2 separate regions of the Sus scrofa genome follow, and region 2 is linked to region 1. Evidence: chromatin contacts called from public promoter capture Hi-C data. All regions are on one chromosome and are shown on one strand. The core of a region is the stretch at or near the end of the contact, and the rest is flanking DNA. Distances in the headings are between cores, read along the strand shown.

Region 1 (2,782 bases), core at 209-2,708:
CCTCCTCAAGGGATATACATAACAATCTGATGTAAATCTTTTTAAGTTCTGCTAGAACTAAGCCCCCCCCCCATGGAGGATGGTAACTATGTAACTACCAGCTGAGACCCTGGTCTGAAACTAAGGAATGATGTTGACCTTTGCTGACCCTCATTGACTTCAGTCAACTAAAGCTTGGATTCTGGCAACCTTTGCCTCAATTCTATTGTGAATTCTCTTTGGCTCAAGGCCCTTCATGAATATGCATGCACCCTTAGCTTTAAACTTCCCCAATTTTGCTGTTCCAGGATACACTGCTTGGGGAAAGACACCGCCGTGCACACGCGCGCGCGCGCACACACACACACACACACACACACCCTGCCCCGGTGTTCTTCTTACTTGCTACAAGTAATAAATTTTACCTTCTTCCAATCTTTGGCTTGGTTGTGTCTTTTGGCTTGAAGCCCACCAAGAGGTGAACCCAGTTTTCAGGTAACACTAAGGAACAATTAAAGAGTTGAAATCCAGAAGGGATTTGTCCTGGACAAGAAGCGGGACACTTCTTTCACTGCTCTTGGAGCAGAGGGAACACTGGATTTGGATATATTTGTAGGAAGAACTTTAAGTGTTTTCCTCCTGATTGCTTCTAGTTTCTCTGGGAAAGAGAAGACAAGAAGGGACTTCAGAGTGATGATGGGCAGAAATACCAGCCTTGCATAAGAACAAGAGAAGCAGCTAAGGGCACGAAAGGATTGATGGTCCAGGTGAAATTGAAAACCTGGACTTGCCCCGGCACCAATCTACATGGCTATGCGGTTTTCTTCACCACCGCAGTGTAAGTAGAGAAAGGTTATACACAAAGAAAAGGAGCGGCAAAAATTCAAATTTCCTTTCGGCTTTTTCTGAAAAGACAAAAGAGAATCCTTCCATTGACTCAGTGCCTCCGTTCACCCAGTCAAGGGGTCATCACTAATCACTGGTCTCCTGTTACTGAGTGGAGAGTCTTAAAGAGTAGAGAAAAAAGAGAAGAGGCAAAAAAACAGGTCCGCTCCTGGTCGGGTGGGAAGGAGAGGAACATTTAGCCTTCCCTAAATACTAAAAGCTGCTATATATGCCCTGGGACTCAACTTCTGACCCTTCCCCCCAAGACGCTTCCTCTTTCCCAGTACCTTACACCTCTCCCGTCGTGCCACATTCTTGCCGCATTGGGACCCTTCTCGTTGTGCTCCACCCCGCCTCCAAACTCACCTTTCCTTCACGTGGCTCTCTGTATATATCGGTCGCCTGGGAGACCCTGGCCGGGCGGAGTCTAATGACGCCACAATAGCAAAAAGCCAATAGCCGTGATGCGTCTCAGTGACGCGAAACGCGGGGTGTGACTTTGACGGCCCCGGCGCAATGAGGCAGCTGCCCGCTGGGTGGCGCCGATTTCCCGGGGAGGTCCTCTCTGGGCCCCCGGCGGAGGTGGGGGAGAGGCGGGCTGGAGCGGAGACCAGGGAGCCCTCTGCGTCAGCTGCTGCTCACTGCGCCGCTCCAGTACCAGTCAGGACTCACCCGCAGCTCCATGCTTGTGCCCGGCTCGACTCGTCCATCCTCGGAGAAGAGGCAGGTACCTGCCACCTGTCGGATACTGGGGAGGGGTGATGCGGAGGGCAGTGTTGTTTGAGGCTCAGAAAGTGAGGTGCCAACGACAGGCTGGGCAGAATGGGCACTAGAAATGTAGGGCGAGTTCCAGCTGCGCTGAAGATCTCCAGCTGTGGGTACCAGTTGTAGGGGGGAGGGGGGGCACCAGCTGACAGCCCAGGGTGCCAGGAAGAGCCATCTGTGCGCTAATCAGTGTGTTCTACGGAAACGCTGCTTGGGCAGGTCCAGGTCTCTGAGCCCTGGGTGGGATGTGGCTGAGAGTGACGCCTGGACACTGACAATCCTTTCCCCACGTGTGCGAGCAGCTCATTTACTCCCTCTGTCAAAGCTCCTGGGGGCTGTCTCTGGTCGGTTTGCCAAAGGGGGTGGGGTGGGGGGAGGGTAGCATTTAAGTGGAAGGGGAGATTTTCCACCAATCCCAAACCAGAAAGAGGCATCTTTGAAATCTTCACCAATCCCAAACCAGAAGCAGGCACGCGGTGCTCTAAGGCTAGTAACTTATATTTAACAGCCAAAGGGAGCCCTGGCCAATCCATTCTAGTTGTCCTCTAAGGAGTGAGCATCTACCTCCTGACCTGGCTGCTCTTCGAATGGGGCCGAGTTGGAGATCCTGCTGCTGCTCGCCTCCCCAGGCACAGGCATGAGAAGGTCCCCCAATGAGAACCCAAGGAAAAGGAGAGCTGGTTGAGCTGGGGTTGGATCAGCCACCCCTTCTCTGATGCTGTAGATAATGTCAAGCCGGGGTCGGAATGAGGACTGGAATGAGGGCCGGGGACAAGGGCGTCCTCTGAAGTGCATCATCAGGACCGGAGCTGAGTCAGTAGCCTCTGCTGAGACAGGGTGGAGGCCCCATCTTGGGTACTCCCAGTCCTCAGGGAGAGCCATCGAGAAACAGGCCAGACAGACTGGGAGCAGACCAGAGCACCAAGAGCCGAGAGGTTAAGAATCCTGCTCCTTCCTCCTGTGACCCTGCCCAGCCAGCCCCACTCCTTGGGCTCCGGGATCCTGAGCACTCCTACAGGTAGAGTGGAACTGCCCCAGAGCAGCTGGGCTTGCTCCCGGGAGCCCCGGGGAAGCTGCACTTGCTGTATTTTTCTAGGCAAAGGAGGAAGGAGCCCAAGAGGGCCCGGCCTTTTGCCGGTGGGTGGACTGGACA
Region 2 (2,882 bases), core at 6-2,505, 300 kb before region 1:
GTGATGCAGAGGAGAGGGAGCTCAGGCTACTCGTTTCTAGTCCAAACCGTGCCACGTTCTGCTCGAGCCCCTGGGCGAGTCGCCTTACCAGTCTTTGCGCCTTTGTTTCCTCATCTGTAAAATGGGGCGAGGGTCGGAGGAGAGGGCTTGTAGAAGCCCTTTGGGCTCGGACATTGCTGGGTCCTGGATTCTCCATACTGCACGCCCCCTCCTCCACAGTGCCCCCTCCCCGCCCCGCCTCCACCCGGCCCTAACTCCACCCCCACCCAACAGCTTCTCCCCCGACGCTGGCCGCTAGGGGTCACTGCCTCCCTTTGTCAGCGACAGAGGAGGGCGGCTGGCCCTCCGGCCCTCTTCCCCGCGGAAAGGCGACCGAAGGGGCATCTCCCGAGCCATTGGGCCTGAACGCGACCCCACGGCCCTCGCTGGGGACCCGCCTCCGTCTCGGGCCGGAAGGTGTGCGCGGTGAGGCGGAGGCCGGGGCCAAGCGCGGGCCGCGCGTGGGAGCCAGGAGGGGGTTAACGCCAACCCCTCCCGCTCGGGCTGACATCACGGGGAGAGCGGCTGAGAGGCTGGAGCTCGGCGAGTGAGAGAAAGAGAGGGAGAGGAGCAAGCGAGGCTCTACTCGGCGCCCGAGCAGCTCCACATTGTTGCGGATCGCCGGGATCCGGCACAGCGAGCCGCAGCAGCGCGGCAGGGACGCGGCACCCCCGGCTTGCTCTTCTCCCGCGGAGCCGCACCGCCAGATCGCCCCCTCCGCCTGGGCCCCGAGCTCACCGCGCCACTCGACCCGCCGCCCTCGCTTGTCCCGCCGCCCTCGGAGGACGGCCGGCCATGGATGCCTGCAAGTTGGAGCCGAGCGGGAGAGTGTGAGAGCGCCGGGGGCCGGGAGCCCGCGCCGCGCAGCGGGGCAGCCGGGCGCGCCGGGGGTGGGTCCCTCTCCCCAGGCCGGCTTTGCGTGGAAGAAGAGGGCGGGGACCGGCGCGGGGAGGAGAGCAGAGGAGGAGAAGGGGGCATGACTCGTGCAACTTGCGGCGGGCATCTGCCGAGCCTCTGAGCCGGCGGCGGCCCGGGGCCCGGATTGCGGCCGCGCGGATCCCACCCAGCCCACCCCGCCCCGGCCGACGGCTGAGGCTGACCTGGATCCTCCGAGAACCCGCCGGCCGGCAGGGATCGCCTTCGTCTTCCGGGCTGCTTTCTGGAGAGCGAGGAGCGCTCTCCTCGCGGCTCCTCTCTCCGGACCCCCGGACCCCGATGGCTCGGATGGGGCTTGCGGGCGCCGCTGGACGCTGGTGGGGACTCGCTTTAGGTTTGACCGCCTTCTTCCTCCCAGGTAAGCGCGTTCCGCCTCTGCTTTCCACCCCCCCCCCCCTTCCTCCCATCCACTGCCTCCCAGGGGCTGGGAGCTGGATGGCGGGCACGTCAGGGTTGTAGGGAGTGAAAGGAGCCAGAAAAGTTGGGTCACGGCTTAGGTAAGGGGGGTGCGGGTGGCACGGCGGAGAAAGAGAGGTCGAGGAACCGAACAGCCAGCCCTGCAGGGAAGCAGTCGGATGCACGTCTCTGTATAGCAAGAAAGCACTTTCTCCGCGCAGTTTTTCACACAAAAATAATAATATGTAATAGCGTTCTATTTATTTAATAACCAGCTCTCAGCTCGGGAAGCAGTTTGGAAACACTGCATGTTACATAAATGCAAAATAATCACCGTAATCACCGTCTCGGGGTACGAGACAACAGCCCCAGGGGGAGGGCGTCAGTCTCGGCGCTGGTGGGCTCTGGGCTTGGAGGATGGCAGGGGGGCTTCGTTTCTCCAGTCCGCCCATTTGCCAGGCTGTTCCGGGCGCTTGAGCCCCCTCCCGCACCGCGTCGCCCCACCACCGGCGCGGAGAGCCGGCTCCTGCGGCAGAGGCGGCTTCTCGCTCACCTGCGGTTCCTTCCCCGGAGGGTGAGGCCCGGGCCGCGCGGGATCGCAGCCTCCCCGCCTTGCGCGGGGCTGGGCTTAGCCTCGGAACTCCAATCCCAGTTTGGTGGGCTCTCCCCGGGAGAGGCGCTGCGGGCTTCGTGCCAGCCAGGTGGCTGCATGACCCACTTTCCCGAGGGTGCCCCTCGTGTCCTTCCTCGAGATGCTGGCGGCCAAGGGGTTAACCCGACGCCCGACCCCAGGGGTGGCCCGCGGTGGCCTCGCTGACGGGTGGGGTGGGGGCGGAGGCTGGGACCGGCCCCGGGCGTATTGTGCTGGGGAATGAACTGGAAAATGCGTTTAGGAGGCAAATCCGACCGAGTCCCCTTGCCTGGATTTAACCCTTTGTGTCCCCGGGGAACCTGCCCAGCTCCCACGGTAGCTAACGACACCAGCGCAGGTCCCGGCAGGAACTGGGGGCGAGGAGGGGGCATTCCTCCAGCCTTGGTGGAAGAAACCTGAGACAACCTCCCGCCTTAGCTAGCAGGGGCCTTGGAGGGGGGCGGGGTAGGGTGGGGGCTTGCCTGGAGCACGTGGCCCTGGCCTTAGGTGGCAAAATAAGGGGTCGGAGTCCAGAGAGACCAGGTCTGCGTGGGGCAAGAATGTAGAATCTGGCGGCGCTGGCAGCCACAGGGAGGAGATGCCTGCGATGCCCAAGACTTGCAGGGCAGTTTGTTATCTGAGGGGCCCGCCTGGCTGCCGAGCTGTGGGGCCGGGGTGCACTCCTGGAAGGCAGAAACCTGGCCTCATTCACTTTTGCACCAGGTCTGCCGCCCGCTCACCGCCAGGGCGCTGCAAACGTCTCCCAGTGGCGAGTGGCTGATGGCTCGGCAAGCGGTTTGTGAAAGCCGGCACCGTAGTGCCCCCAGCCCTGCACCCTTGGGAGTGCTGCCCTGCTGGGTGTGTGGGGGGTGGGGTGGGG

Evidence for each region. Promoter capture Hi-C pulls out the DNA fragments that hold promoters and counts their contacts.
Region 2: a promoter capture Hi-C map of liver shows a contact between it and region 1, with 4 times the contacts expected there. The contact joins the promoter of NECTIN1 here to the promoter of USP2 in region 1. A contact is called at or near these places in 1 of 5 promoter capture datasets (liver) and 3 of 47 Hi-C or Micro-C datasets (embryonic fibroblasts, retroperitoneal adipose tissue and subcutaneous adipose tissue).

Annotation. Positions count from the first base shown.
Region 1 is chr9:46,589,030-46,591,811 of Sscrofa11.1, reverse strand. USP2 (ubiquitin carboxyl-terminal hydrolase 2) reads left to right here and starts at 1,458. Exons shown (of 12, transcript XM_021062972.1): 1 at 1,458-1,587.
Region 2 is chr9:46,888,998-46,891,879 of Sscrofa11.1, reverse strand. NECTIN1 (poliovirus receptor-related 1 (herpesvirus entry mediator C)) reads left to right here and starts at 1,255. Exons shown (of 6, transcript NM_001001262.1): 1 at 1,255-1,333. The coding sequence starts at 1,255.